Linked DNA regions of Sus scrofa: all the other regions are linked to region 1. The links are chromatin contacts, called in public HiChIP or PLAC-seq maps. All regions are on one chromosome and are shown on one strand. The core of a region is the stretch at or near the end of the contact, and the rest is flanking DNA. Distances in the headings are between cores, read along the strand shown. Region 1 overlaps PAG1 (phosphoprotein associated with glycosphingolipid-enriched microdomains 1). Region 2 has its middle 70 kb from the start of FABP5. Region 3 has its middle 15 kb from the start of PAG1.

What was found. HiChIP or PLAC-seq counts read pairs in DNA pulled down with a chosen protein or histone mark.
Region 2: an H3K27ac HiChIP or PLAC-seq map of alveolar macrophages shows a contact between it and region 1. The contact joins two enhancer-like sites. A contact is called at or near these places in 1 of 47 Hi-C or Micro-C datasets (embryonic fibroblasts) and 1 of 2 datasets of contacts at active chromatin or transcription factors (alveolar macrophages).
Region 3: an H3K27ac HiChIP or PLAC-seq map of alveolar macrophages shows a contact between it and region 1. The contact joins two enhancer-like sites. A contact is called at or near these places in 5 of 47 Hi-C or Micro-C datasets (brain, embryonic fibroblasts, fibroblasts and 2 more) and 1 of 2 datasets of contacts at active chromatin or transcription factors (alveolar macrophages).

Annotation. Positions count from the first base shown.
Region 1 is chr4:55,583,384-55,588,298 of Sscrofa11.1, forward strand. The region is part of intron 3 of PAG1 (phosphoprotein associated with glycosphingolipid-enriched microdomains 1); the gene reads left to right. Among named protein-coding and RNA genes, the nearest start is that of PAG1, 140 kb to the left of the region's middle. Within about 2 kb of position 2,033, at least 4 of the 83 cell types and tissues checked have an H3K27ac peak or open chromatin away from gene starts, as enhancers often do. A contact at or near this core is called in alveolar macrophages, where this site is marked.
Region 2 is chr4:55,349,768-55,354,682 of Sscrofa11.1, forward strand. No RefSeq gene overlaps it. Among named protein-coding and RNA genes, the nearest start is that of FABP5, 70 kb to the left of the region's middle. Within about 2 kb of position 1,959, at least 1 of the 83 cell types and tissues checked has an H3K27ac peak or open chromatin away from gene starts, as enhancers often do. A contact at or near this core is called in alveolar macrophages, where this site is marked.
Region 3 is chr4:55,432,901-55,437,815 of Sscrofa11.1, forward strand. No RefSeq gene overlaps it. Among named protein-coding and RNA genes, the nearest start is that of PAG1, 15 kb to the right of the region's middle. Within about 2 kb of position 2,096, at least 1 of the 83 cell types and tissues checked has an H3K27ac peak or open chromatin away from gene starts, as enhancers often do. A contact at or near this core is called in alveolar macrophages, where this site is marked.

The sequences.
Region 1 (4,915 bases), core at 783-3,282:
GAGATGGGTCTATCCCTGCCCTCAAAGAACTTTTCATTGAGATGAGGTGAGCAGACCTGCAAGGCAGGAAGAATAGAGCCTGTAGCCCAAACCACACTTTGTGAAGCGGTCCATTTGGACTTACTTATGCCCATTGAAGACCCTTTACCTGGGCTCCTCACTCAATCTGTGAGAATCATTCTCTCTCGCTCCTGCCCCACTCCCCTCCCCACTCCTGTTCTTTCATGAGATTTACCATTGAAAACAAAAAATGAACCTCGGGAATTGGTCTTCAGGTCAGGATGTGAGGAAAAGCAACCTTAGAAGGCAGTCTTTAACCCCCAAGGTTGTCTTTCTGAAGGCAAAAACAAGATGGTGGCAGAGCTTTGATAAGCAATTACCTATATTCTGTCATGTAAGTTTAATGTATTTTTTAAGACAAGTGACAGTCACACACACTCCCAAAGGGTCAGATTTCCTCTTTCCTGTATGGATCAATGGGTTTGCCATGTATGAGAAGAAATCGGGTTATGGTGACAGATGGCTTGAAGGATTTATAAGCTGCTCTTAGGATGAATGCCTGGATTTTTGTGCAGCAGCAGCCAGCATTGATGGCAGGGTCAGTATGATGATGTCAAGCCTTTCCAGGTTCCTATCTCTCAAGCTTCAAGGTGTCGCAGGAAGAACTGTCAAGATCTTGCTCCCAGGTGATGTTATAAAATGTTTGTGTAAACTCTAGGAGTTCCCGTCGTGGTGCAGTGGTTAACGAATCCACCTAGGAACCATGAGATTGCGGGTTCAATCCCTGGCCTCGCTCAGTGGGTTAAGGATCCGGTGTTGCTGTGAGCTGTGGTATAGGTTGCAGATGTGCCTGAGATCTGGCGTTGCTGTGGCTGTAGCCAGTGGCTACAGCTGTGATTAGACCCCTAGCCTGGGAACCTCCATATGCCGCAGGAAGTGGCCCTAGAAAAGCCAAAAAAAAAAAAAAAAAAAAAAAAAAAAAAACTCTAAAGAAGAAAATTCACCTGGGAGTCCTGTACCACCTTGTGCCCTCTGAGTGTGTTTCCCCCGATTCAGGAAAAGAGGGAAATAGGAAAATCTTAGTAATGACTGGTTTGGCAGAGAACCTTGGGCTTTAAATACTTCCGTTTCAGACTCTTTAGGGAGACCGGAGAATGCTGTGGAGAGGTTCATGTAGCCTGTGTAAGCCACGTGCTTTGCAGGTCAGAAGCCCAGCAGATGTTGGCTCCTCAGCCCTCGTTAAATGCGTTTGGTTAATGTGTTGCTCGTAAAGTGTCCTTTTACTGCATGGTTCCCACGCCTGTGATGACCAGGAAGGAGGCGTTCTCATGGGGCTCAAGGACCTCCTTATTTTGGCCATCGTGAGGAGCCAGGTAGGAGGTAGTTTCCATCGTGCTTAATTATGTGTCAACTAGGACAGCTGTAAAATGGAAATGACTATCATTACTGAGCTCAGCAGCTTCAGAGAAACTGAGTGTCCACTTCTTTTTTTTTGGTCTTTTTGCCATTTCTTGGGCCACTCCCACGGCACATGGAGGTTCCCAGGATAGGGGTCAAATCAGAGCTGTAGCCGCCGGCCACAGCCACAGCCACAGCAACACAGCAACGCGGGATCTGAGCCGCATCTGCAACCTACACCACAGCTCACAGCAATGCTGGATCCTTAACCCACTGAGCGAGGCCAGAGATCGAACCCGAAACCTCATGGTTCCTAGTCGGATTCGTTAACCACTGCGCCACGACGGGAACTCCTGATGGTCCACTTCTGTAGCGAATTTCACCTGCCATCCCATCCCAACACTACCAAATTACTGTTTACACAATTTGCAGTAATCCGAGCACTTACCCAATAAATGTGTTTGGCTAAAGAAATGCATAGTTGGGATTTGGGCTACAACTTTCATTAATTTCATCTGGTTTTTGTTTCCCTTCTTGTTGGAATTGATTGGGGGTGCCTGGAAGTCCAGGCTTATGAAGACAATGAAAATGCTCAGCATAGGCACAAACAGCTGTAACAGGTCTGTCCAGGAGGCTGCCCATTAGGGCTGAGACTAGAGTTTTACTGCCCTCTTGTGGTTAAAAGTGGCACCTGCTTTTGAAGTAGAAGGCCCTTGGTTTTTCTCAAGATCATCTGTTGATTAAAACCATGAAATGAATGGACATAAAATTATGAGCAATCATAGAGCTTTCAGTCCAAAATAGTTATTCATCCCAGCTTCTAAAAAAATCCCCAGGAGTTCCCATTGTGGCTTAGTGGTAACAAACATAGCTAGTATCCATGAGGATGCGGGTTCAATCCCTGGCCTGGCTTAGTGAGTTAAGAATCCATCCTTGCTCTGGCTGTGACGTAGTCTGGCAGGTGCAGCTCCAATTCGACTCCTAGCCTGGGAACTTCCATTTGCCACACATGCAGCCCTAAAAAACAAAACAAACAAACAAAAAAAGAATCCCAACAGAAGTCCTGTAAATTCAGGCACCAGCCTTTCTCAATGTCAAATGACAAGCTCCTACAGTGGCCTGAAATGATATAAAATTGAGAGGGTCAGGGGAGTGGGAAATGCCACTGCCTCTTGTAGAGTAATATCATCATTAAATTATAGCCTCTGGTCATGACTGTACATCATGCAGCCAATGGTGAATCCTATTCTGAAACAAAGATATTTGACGTACAACTATTAAATTAAGTCTGCTATTTCGTTAATCTTATATCCTTTGCAATACATCTGGGGCATTCAGGTGCCCTAATAAATGTTAGCTGAGGTACAGTGAATGGTCCTCCTTTGCCCTCTGTTCAGTAACTCAGAATATTTACACATGTGGTCTGACAGTGAGATAGTTTTTTTTATCTTTGAAGACATGCTGTTCTGTAATTTTTTGTCTTTTTTTTTGCCATTTCTTGGGCCTCTCCAGCGGCATATGGAGATTCCCAGGCTAGGGGTCCAATCGGAGCCATAGCCACTAGCCTACGCCAGAACCACAGCAACTCGGGATCCAAGCCTCATCTGCACCCCACACCACAGCTCATAGCAACGCCGGATCCTTTACCCACTGAGCAAGGCCAGGGACCGAACCCGAAACCTCATGGTTCCTACTCGGATTGTTAACCACTGCGCCACGACGGGAACTCCTATTCTGTAATTGAATGCAATTTAATTGAGACAGATAGAAACAGGATTGAGAGAAATAGGCTTAAATATCCCCAAGAAAACTCATGAGCAATCATCCCAAATTGTTCATATATTTCTGCTAGTATGAGTTGAATCTGGATGCTCAGAAGATATTTTACTTGCTAAAAGAATTAGCAGAAAATGGGAGTTCTTGTTGTGGCGCAGCAGAAACAAATCCGACTAGTATCCATGAGGATGCTGGTTCAATCCCTGGCCTCGCTAAGTGGATTAAGGACCCCGCGTTGCCGTGAGCTGTGGTCTAAATCACAGGCGTGGCTTGGATCCCGAGTTGCTGTGGCTGTGGTGTAGGCCAGCAGCTGTAGCTCCTATTTGACCCCTAGCCTGGGAACTACCATATGCCTCAGGTGAGGCCCTAAAAAACCAAAAATAGAAACAAATTAGCAGAAAATAAACCGGTTTCTAGGACCAGTGACAGCATCAGGGACTTGCAGCCTTGGATAATCTTTTCCGCATGGACCCTGTTTGGTAAAGGCGCACAGTATATGAACTGGAAAACCCTCCTTGCTTCAGGGGCCCTTAGTTGGCAGGGTGACTTCTTACTTCCCAGACCCTGTGCTTCGTGTCCTCGGTCCCTCCCTCTGTCGCTCATCCTGAGAGAAGTCTTCAGCTTCAGGGAAGGACACCTGTAGCCCCATTTGCTCCAAGTAACCTACATAAAGGCCCCTGAGCGCTGCATTTACGCTCAGTGATGCCGTGCAGGAGGGTCTAGCCTGGGGGGTAAAGCCCATTCCACTTCTTGGAAAGCCCTAGACCATCCACATGGGGTGTCCACGCTCATTCCCACCCAGGAGGAGGACCTTGGAGGTTATACATGTGCACCTACACACAAGGGAGAGGGGCAGCCCATTTACATATAGGGGGAGGGGCCGTCTATTTACATACAGGGAAGGGGCATCCCATTTACATATAGGGGAGGGGCATCCCATCTACATATGGGGGAGGGGCCGTATATTTACATATGGGGGAGGGGCATCCCATTTACATAGGGGAAGGGGCAGTCCATCAACACTCATGGGAGAGGGGATAGTCTACACACACAGAGGGGGAGGGTGGGCCCTCTACACACGGGGGATAGGAGTCATCTCTTTACTGACCTGGCAGGCAGAGCAGGGAGGGGAGCAGTCATAAATGCGGGAGGAAGACAGTCATGTCATAATAGTAGATACGCCACCAAATCTTATGGAGATGGCCAGAGAGGAAATGGAAGAATTATGGAAAGAGAAGTCCAGAAAGAAAGACCAGGAGACAAGAGTCATGGTTGGGCAGACCTTCTCTAAAACCCAGAATAATCCCAAGGGGAGGTGCCACATGTAGACTCCCCGCACCGTGGGCCCCTGCCTACAGGGTGAGGTGTTCCAGCCCCACTGCCACGGTTGCCGTGACCTGTGTGGCTCCTGGTCCTGATGTCCGGGTGCACCTAGAGGTTTCTGAGAGGTGGAAGCTGCTCAAGCAATCAGGAGCCCTTGTCCTCGGAGATCACAGTGCTTCTGACACAGAAACATGTGCCAGATGATAATCATTCTTTTTTTTTTTTTTTTTTTTTGTCTTTTTAGAGGCTAGGGGCCAGGCTAGGGGTCCAATCAGAACTGCAGCTGCTGGCCTACACCACAGCCACAGCAATGTGGGATCCAAGCCATGTCTGCAACCTACACCACAGCTCATGGAAACACCAGATCCTTAACCCACTGAACGAGGCCAGGGATCAAACCTGCATCCTCATGGATACT
Region 2 (4,915 bases), core at 709-3,208, 230 kb before region 1:
AAATTATTTAGCCACATGTTAAGCACTGCTAATTTGTTTTAATGCACTCTATTCTAAAAAACTTTAAAAGACAGGACCCAGACTACAGAAAACCTAATGTTTCGTGTGTAAATGTTAAATTTAACAGTTCTATTTGGGACATGTGTTATCATTAAAAATGAATTCATTATTATTATCTTCCCATGGTAAACTGCAGTAACTGTTCTTTATATCTTCTACTATGTTTTCATTCTAATTTTTAAAATTCTAATTTTGAGGTGTTCCCTTCATGGCTCAGTAGTTAGCAAACCCGACTAGGATAAATGAGGATGCGGGTTGGATCCCCAGCCTCGCTCAGTGGGTTAAGGATCCTGTGTTGCTGTGATCTGTGGTGTAGGTCAAAGATGTGGTTCAGATCCCATGTTGCTGTGGCTGTGGTGTAGGCCGGCAGCTACAGGTCTAATTGGACCCCTAGCCTGGGAACCTCCTTATGCCGTGGGTGTGGCCCTAAAAAGCAAAACATAAATAAATAAATAAAATTCTAATTTTGAAAGCTTCATTTTTCAACCAAAGTCCCCAAAACTATCACAGCTATACTAAGTAGTATCATGCTTTTTGGGGAAATTAATAAAAATGAAAGTAACTATGTAATTTATCATCCAAAGAAGGACACTTTTGAGAGAAATACTATCAATAATTATGCTGGAAAAAGAGGTGTAAAACTAGGTTGCATTCAAGGAAACCAGGCTATATGGTCACTCTAATAATAACCCACCTAGCTCCTGACCACAAAGATTTTCGGTTTTTTAGTGGTAACAACATTTATCTTCTTTACCCTCCCATTAAGCTGCCTACATTTAAGACTGGGCCTTGGGGAGTTGCCGTCATGGCTCAGTGGAAACAAATCCAACTAGGAACCATGAGGTTGCAGGTTGGATCCCTGGCCTTGCTCAGTGGGTTGAGGATCCAGCGTTGCCATGAGCTGTGGCATAGGTTACAGACATGGCTCGGATCTGGTGTTGCTGTGGCTGTGATGTAGGCTGGCAGCATCAGCTCTGATTAGACCCCTAGCCTGGGAACCTCCATATGCCGTGGGTGTGGCCCTAAAAGGACAAAAAAGACAAAAAAAAAAAAAAAAAAAAAAAAAAAAAAAAAAACCGGGCCTTGGACTTTGTCATCACCCAAAATTGCTTCATTTCCTATATTTTGAGCACCAAAATTTTCCTTTCAGGCTTCTTTATTACTGATTCTACCTTTTGTCCTCCAGTTTCTGGACCACCTCTGTTCTCAAAACCCATCAGCCAGACTGCAGGCCCATTTGGCTCCAACCCAGACATTCCCTACGGTAGCCATTGCAGTCAAGCTCTTACTAGAAGCCTTGATCTCATCTATGCCGTGTACTTCCACTAAAACCAGCTTTTCATTTCTTCATCCTGAGTACTTCATATCAGAGCTCCCCTGCCTATAAGAAGGCTGTGGGGCATAACTGAAAAAAATCACAGAACCAGACTCATTTGTTTTGTTTTTTGTTTTTCTGATTCATCCTGTCTCTTAGCAACTGGCTCCTCCCCTCTGTTTAATAATCCTTTTATCCTTCCTTAATTAATGCACTTCCTTCCATGCTCCTCAGGAATAAACAGATATTATTTCTGCCTTCCAGGAGAATAAAAATATTAGGACAGACAGGTCATGGGTTCAAAAAGTGCAAGTAAGAATCAGAAATAGAAAGACAGCAGTAGGTTGGGTCATAAATAAAGAACAGGATGAAACAAGTCAGGAAAGCTTTCACAAAAGGTTACTGCTTGAACTAGGACTTGAAAGGTGAATAGATATTCCCAAGTGGCAAGGCAGTGGGATGAAAGAATATTCCAGGCAGAAAGAGCATCATGATCAAAGGCAGGAAGATACGAAATTGCCTAATGTACTCGGAGGATGACAAGCAAGTCTGAATGACTGAGCAGTGGGTTTCAGTTGAGGCTGGACAAATTTCAAACCATGATAAGAAATGTAGTCATTATATCTAGAAGACAATGGAAGCCACTGAATAAACAGGAGGCTAGTGTGGTTAGTTTTACATTATCCACCTGTCACTTTGGAGGCGAAGGAGAGACAGGAGGAATGGAAGATGTGGGACTTCAGCAGCAATGAAGTGACTACTGCAGATGTTCAGGTAAGGGATGGTGTGTCTGTATTTGTTTTGCCCCTAACCACAAGGTGGACAAGGAGGAAAAAGGTAAGTGAAAAATGAAGGATGGAGAGATACGGGTTTTGGATTAGCTGCTAGGAAGGACTCAAAGATTCCCCAGGATCTGATGTGGGTTACTGAATGGGAGAGCAATTCAACAAATGTAAGAAAATGCAAGAGAAGTAACATACTTATAGAAAAAGTAATGGATAGCTTTATAGACATGTTACATGCGTGTATAATGAACATTGTACTGAGCTGCCCTCAGAGTTGAAGGACTTACCCTCTGCTCTGCTGGAAATGAGCAGCTTCTTGCCCAAGTCAAACCCCCTCTCCAGGGGCAGGCTGCATTTAACACTGGTCAGCGCATGGATTGCTGGCCACTGATGGCCATGTAATTTTAGTATCACATGTTCAGCATCTGGGCTGGGGGAATGGGAGTGATGGTTGCCTTTCTTCAGCCTCAAACTGAGCCCAACCCATACAAACGAAGGCTCGATAGACAGGCTGATAACATGACTACAAACTTGAGCCTCTAGTTTGTGACAGTATAGTCTTCTCATGAATAAAGCAATAGCTTTCAAATGTATCTTCTTTCTGGAATTTACTACATGCTTTTACATATTTCATGCTTTATGATATGCAGCTATATCTTACAGCTAAATTTTATGCATTCCAAGCTTTATGCCATTCATAAATATTTTAATTCAAATAAATTTCAGTATTATCTTTTTCCCAAGACCAAAAATATAACCATTAATCGTTTTTTACTTTATTATCATTCTATAAATATCATAAAATTAATATCATAAATCTTGGTTTAGATTAATTTTTAAAATGGCTCCTATTTATATTCAAGGGACTTTTACATTTTTCTAAAAATATTTGCAAAAATAGTTCATATTATCCAAAAATTGTACCTACAATTGTGTATCTCTAAGTATTCTGTTTTATGTACCTGATATTTTTTTTCTATATCCTAGCTGCCTAAATTATCATCTCTGTCTTGTCACAACTGATTACTTCAAATATCACTCTTGATCACCAATTAGAAATGCTTGTTTTGATTCTGAAGCCAACTGTCCCCTCTAGGGAAAGGTCCAAATAAGAGAATCACAAAATGAAAAAATAATGTTTTTCCTTTCTTTCACTTTGACTGGGAGATATGTACACTTAATTAGGTTTATAAATTTTGGTTTCTCTCAAAAGGATCAAATCTAGAAGGGAACAACTGGAACACTAATAAGATAACGCCATGTGAAGTACTCCAGATTTTGCAAGATCATTCTAAATTTATTCTCATAAGCAGGAAAATGAATAAGTAAATCCACCAATAGAAAATTTTAATCTCCCTAAAGAGTATGGGTATGTGTGTGTGAGAGAGAGACAGACAGAGAGAGAGAGAGAAAGAAAAATTTGAAGTAATTGGAAAAATCGTAAAATAACAGACACTGCTGATCTAATGCTGCTCTGGTTCATTCATTCAGAGATTTTAGAAACTAAATATAGGTTTTTCTCTTTCTTCTACTTTGTTCCACCTAGTCATTTGCAACTTTCTCTTGAAAGGAATTATTAAGAGGCTGCATTGAATGCTGAAGTTACAATTATTTTTTGAGTTCCACTCTATAATTCTACCAACTGAAAACCTATACTAGAGAATTGGGATGGTTTAGGAAAAGTATAACAAACAAATCAAACCCACCTGGACTGATTCTCAGATGTTAGTTCATTGGGAGACATATTTAGCAATCAAACTAGCATCTTTATAACTCTGAATCCTGTTGAATACCAAGGTATGAAATACTTCAGTATATATCACATTGTTGCATCCATTGTAACCTTAAGAGGACTAATTGATATCCTTAACTAGATGTCTTATTTCTACCCCAAAGAGCTAGTTTAGTTTAGAAGCAATCTTATCAAGCCTGTCTGCCTCTCAGTATTATGACTCTTTGTTATATAACCTTATTTTGTCAGCAGATGACAATGCCTTTGTCTATTTCTCCAATGTTTCCTCAAAATAAGGTCTTAGCAAGAATGGAGGGCACCAGTAGCTAAACACAGCTACTTTCTCTTGTTTGATTTACTCAGTATATTTTCTTCAAAGTATTAATTGGGCACTCACTGTTGGGTATTACTGTGTAAAGCATTCAAGACAGTTTTAACTATTCAAAAGTAATTTCTTCATGAATTTTTCCCAGGAAAATTAAAGACTAATAAAGTACATGAAAGTCATGTCCATGAATATTGTACAAGCAAGAAAATGAAAAGGACATGAGAAAAGGGCAGGTGAAATCTTGAGAGTCACAGAAAGGAGCAACCACTGTCAGCAGAAGTATCAGGGACAGTTTCCTGGAGATGAAGGTCAACTGTCTCCTGCACTAAAATAAACTACACATGCAAATAGACTTACACACACGTCACAATGCTGCATTCCTTTTTAGTTACTACCCTAATGCTCTCCTCCTCTTAACTAAGCTGACTCTTTTAAATCATGAACCCACTGCAGCCATGTAGATTGGTTTGCCCTTGCGACTGAATGAATGGCTCCATCCGAAGGCCAACTGCTCCCCTCATTGTTACTACCACTAGATTTTCTGCAAGTCTTGGTTTTATTTTATCTTTCTCTCTTGCATTTAAAGCTGTGGACCGCTTCTTTCCTCCTTTAACTTCCTAAATAGCATCCTCTCTTAGTTCTATGACCCCTCCATGCATTTTTCTTCAGTCTTCTTTGTTAGTTTTTCTTATCCT
Region 3 (4,915 bases), core at 846-3,345, 150 kb before region 1:
TTTTCCTATCCACAACAAAGTATAAAATACTCTCACTTGGTAGGTATTCAGTAAGTATTTATATTTAAGTAAATTATCTTGCAATTCTAGGCATGAAAGATGAATAGAAATATTCATTTGAATCTATCGACATAGCCAAGAGAGTGTCAGAATCCAAACCAGAGTTTTAACTCCCCATATATGGCCTTTCAGTCATTCCGGCTACCTTTCCCCATGGGACTCATGCTAGTGACAAGTGGCTTATCATGGATCACCCTGGTTTAGCCATAGGAGGAGCCAGCTGCCGCTTCCCTTGGAACAAAGGACCTGAAGAAATAGAGGTCATATCGGTGTCATGGAGTTGGAAAGAATTACAGGAAGGAAAACAACAATAATAAAACATCACATTTATTTATTAGAGATGAAGCAGGAATGAGTGGCTAAATGCATGGGCTCTGGAGCCACTGGACCCAGGTTAAAATGTATAGAGGTTATCTGCTGCTTACTAGCTGTGTGATCTTGCACAAGTTACTTAATCTGTATGTGCCTTGGTTTCTTCATCTGTAAAATGGGAATGCGGTCCTTCCTGCTGTCTTTGTGAAAAGTAAATGAGTTACGTGTATAAAATGCATGGACTGGAGTTTCCATCGTGGCTCAGTGGTAACAAACCTGACTCGTATTTATGAGGACATGGGTTTGATCCCTGGCTCTGCTCAGTGGGTTAAGGATCTGGCATTGCTGTGAACTGTGATGTAGTTCTCAGTCTTGGCTCAGATATGATGTGCTGTGGCTGTGGCATTGGCTGGCAGCTGAAGCTCCAATTCGACCCCTAGCCTGGGAATTTGCATATACTGCACCTGAGGCCCGCCACAAAAAAAAGACAAAAATAAAATGCATGGACTTCCTCCAGCACACCCAGCACTATTGGTTGTTATTTGAGAACTTTCTAGCTTCCAGAGACTGTGCCAAATGTTTAAAAACCATTAACTTTATCAATCATATAAAGATTCAGTAAGAAAAGCCACTGCTATATTTTACAATCGAGGAATCGGGAGACAGAGAATAGGCAACATGATTAAGATCCAAGCACCTGTTTGTGGAGGCATATGAGAGCCCACACTGCTAACCGCTGTGCTGGGGGCTGAATCTCATCTTCAGCTCTGTCTCCTACAAAAGACGACACCTGCTTTGATGTTCGCATGGTAGGAGGTACAGAATTCTCTAGCCAAGGCCATCTTTTTCTAACCAAATCTCTATCAATTCTCCTGTGGTCCCAGGAGGGTGAGCCTACAGCAGGCCACATCATTCCGAATTCTGAAGAGTCCAAATTAGCCTGAACAGTAAATTCTGAAATTTTGGAATTGCTCTAAGTGAACCTCAAAAGAGAACGGATCTGGGGGATATTGTGTGGTGGTTCAGTGGTAACAAACCTTGACTAGTATCCATGAAGTTGCAGGTTCGATCCCTGGCTCTGCTCAGTGGGTTAAGAATCTGGCGTTGCAGTGAGCTGTGGTGTAGGTCACAGACATGGCTTGGATCTGGCATTGCTGTGGCTGTGGGGTAGACTGGCAGCTGCAACTCCAATTTGACCCCTAGACTGGGAATTTCCATATGCCACAGGAGTGGCTGTAAAAAGAAAAAAAAAAAAAAAAGGAAAGAGAGAACTGATCTGGACACCCTGCAGTTAAATACTACTACATAATACATAATAAAAATCAGGACTTCTCTCTCTTTCTCTCTCTCTTTTTGGACTGAGTCTGTAGCATGTAGAAGCTCTCAAGCCAGAGATCGAACTTGCACCACAGCAGTGACCAGAGCCACAGCAATGACAATGCTGGATCTTTAACCCATTGTGCCACCAGGAAGCTCTTCTGAGGCCTTTTCTTGAAAAGTCAAATCCCCCAGGGGTATCCCATTTGAGAGTAAGTACCCACAAAACTTGTGTGGAACAGACATCCTTATCTATCCAGAAGGGAAGGCCTGTGAACTTTTCTCTTAATTGCAAAATTTCCACAGAAATCATCTGCTTTGACTCAGAGAAAGTGTCACAAGTATGTCTACACTTAAGACTCCAGGACACAGTCATTTCTGTCCTTGTTTGCTGTTTAGACAGAGCTCTTAGGAAAATGTAGTGAGAATCAGCCTATCAGTGAAAGTTTATTATTGAGCTTGTAGTACTCAGCACTGAGTTAAACAAACTTTCCTACCACATGTTTGAGGGCAATTTAAACCTCTTAATGTACATGATTGCATGTTGTCAGATAGAATGTTACAATAATGACGGTTCTGTAACGTCAGTGGCTGTCATTTCAGAGAGTCTGTCAGTAATAAAGTAAAAGTTTGGTGTGTTAGAAAAGCAAGTAATTATTTCTGAAGAGTAACACTGAATCTGATAAAATCAAACAATATTCCTCTTCCCTTCTCCCTCCTGAGATAAATTGTTAGCTGGTATGCCCCAAAGTCATTAGAAACTCTTCTAGCTGCAAAGTTATTGTTTCAATTCAAATGTATAACCTGAAGAAGACTCAAAGAGTGAGTCTAGCTACAATTCAACAGAGCTAATTAAATTTTAACCTGCTAGATAGGCAGTACAGTTATTTTTCGATCCTTGGGATTTTATTTTAAAAAATGTTTCTTGTCTCTGTTTTTGTCAGTGCTTCAAGTGGTCTTTTCCTTTTTTTTTTTTTTTTTTTTTGTCATTTTTTTGGTCTTTTCTGGGGCTACACCCAAGGCATATGGAGGTTCCCAGGTCAGGGGTCCAATTGGAGCTGCAGCTGCTGACCTACACCACAGCCACAGCAGCATGGGATCCAAGCCACATCTGTGACCCACACCACAGCTCACAACAATGCCGGATCCTTAACCCATAGAGCAAGGACAGGGATCAAATATGCAACCTCATGGTTCCTAGCCAGATTCATTAACCACTGAGCCACGACGGGAACTCCAGTCTTTTCCTTTTTAAGAGTTTATATTTTAAATTAAGTTGGATGCCTAAAGTTTCCTATCAGTATAAATGATGCACTGTCTTAATTTGGCAAAATGACATCGAGTTTGTTTACTAGAATAAACATAAGGCTAAATGAACAATTCTGAGATGAATGACAAGCTCACCATCCATAATAGAACCATAATAGGACCATCTGAACTTCGATGGCTACATCATTGTCTATCATTGTCTATATAATCCTAATGATAGGGATAGAGTAGGATAGTTACACAGGTAGTTATAGAAGTTCAAATAGAGGAGTTCCTGTTGTGGCTCAGTGGTTAATGAATCCGACTAAGAACCATGAGGTTGCCGGTTCAATCCCCAGCCTTGCTCAGTGGGTTGGGGATCCGTGTTGCTGTGAGCTGTGGTGAAGTTTGCAGATATGGCTCGGATCCCGCGTTGCTGTGCCTGTGGCATAGGCTACAGCTCCGATTGGACCCCTAGCCTGGGAACCTCCATATGCTGTGAGTGTGGCCCTAGAAAAGACTAAAAGACAAAAAAAAAAAAAAAAAAGTCCAAATAGGGGACCATAGGTAGAGAAGAAAACCTGGGAACTTTGGGAGGTCACTGTTAAGTTAATGATCACTTAAGAAAGCCATCAGATGTGGAATGAAGCAGGCTTGCTTAACTATAAAACCATAAAACCACGAGATGTGCCTCAGGTCATTAAGTGAAAGATAAAATGAGGCCTGTATTCAAGTTCAGCAAGATAATGATCCTTAGGACTAAGGACCAGAATTTAAGGGAAAGATGACATTCCAAAGTAGGAAACCCTCATGATACAGAAACCTGAGAAGATTCAACATATTTTAGCATATGTTACCACCTTTCTGCAGATCTGAATAAGCAGCACGACAGTCCTAGTCTGACCTCAGAAGGTCAAATACTCCCTTACCAGATACACAGAAGGAGCTAATGATGTAAGCCTGATGTCTACTCAAAGAATGAGGAAGAAGGCAGTCTTTTCCCACTCCCACTTTCTTTGGATTATAAAAATGTAGCCCACCTAATCCTCAGGGCAGAGCTTCCTTGCCTGCCTGCTTGTATCTCTCAGAAGCTTCCTACCTTAATAAATCTATTCTTGCCTATCACTTTGTCTCTTGCTGAATTCCTTCTGCGCAGATGCAAAGAACCTGAACATTAGTAAGTCCAGACATTAAGGAGTGATTCTAATTCCAAAAAAAAAAAACAAAAACAAAAACAAAAAAAAAATGTGAGTTCAAGCCGCATCAGGGTTCTGGCTATGTTCTAGTCATAGTAGCTCTTAATAATTAAGATAGGTATGATAAGCTAGGTAACAGACTTGGAAACCCAAGTAAGACAGACTTTATTTTATTTTATTTTATTTTTTGTCTTTTTGCCATTTTCTTGGGCCGCTCCTGCAGCATATGGAGGTTCCCAGGCTAGAGGTCCATCCGGAGCTATAGCTGCCAGCCTACACCAGAGCCACAGCAACACGGGATCCAAGCCATGTCTGCAATCTACACCATAGCTCATGGCAACGCTGGATCCCTAACTGAGAAAGGCCATGGATTGAACCCGCAACCTCATGGTTCCTAGTCAGATTTGTTAACCACTGAGCCACAACAGGAACTCCAAGACAGACTTTAAATTTCAGATCTGGTCCTGACTTACTCTGAGATTTTAGGAAAGAAGTTTATCTGTCGTGTAGCTTTTCCAATCTGTTAAATAAGGGGGTGGGGTGGGGAATTAAAGACCAGCAAGAGGAAGGTGTTAAATAAGCTTGCTATGAAAAATGAGTATTATAATTAATAAGTACTTCTTTGTGTATCATCATCTCAACCATAAAGCATGTCATTAACACTTAGAATTTTTTAAGACAATCCACTAGGCATGGTTTAAAATATAAAGACATACAGAATGTGGACTTGACACCCACAAGCTTATAGTCCAGCTGAAGAGATGGGGTACACATACTAGAAT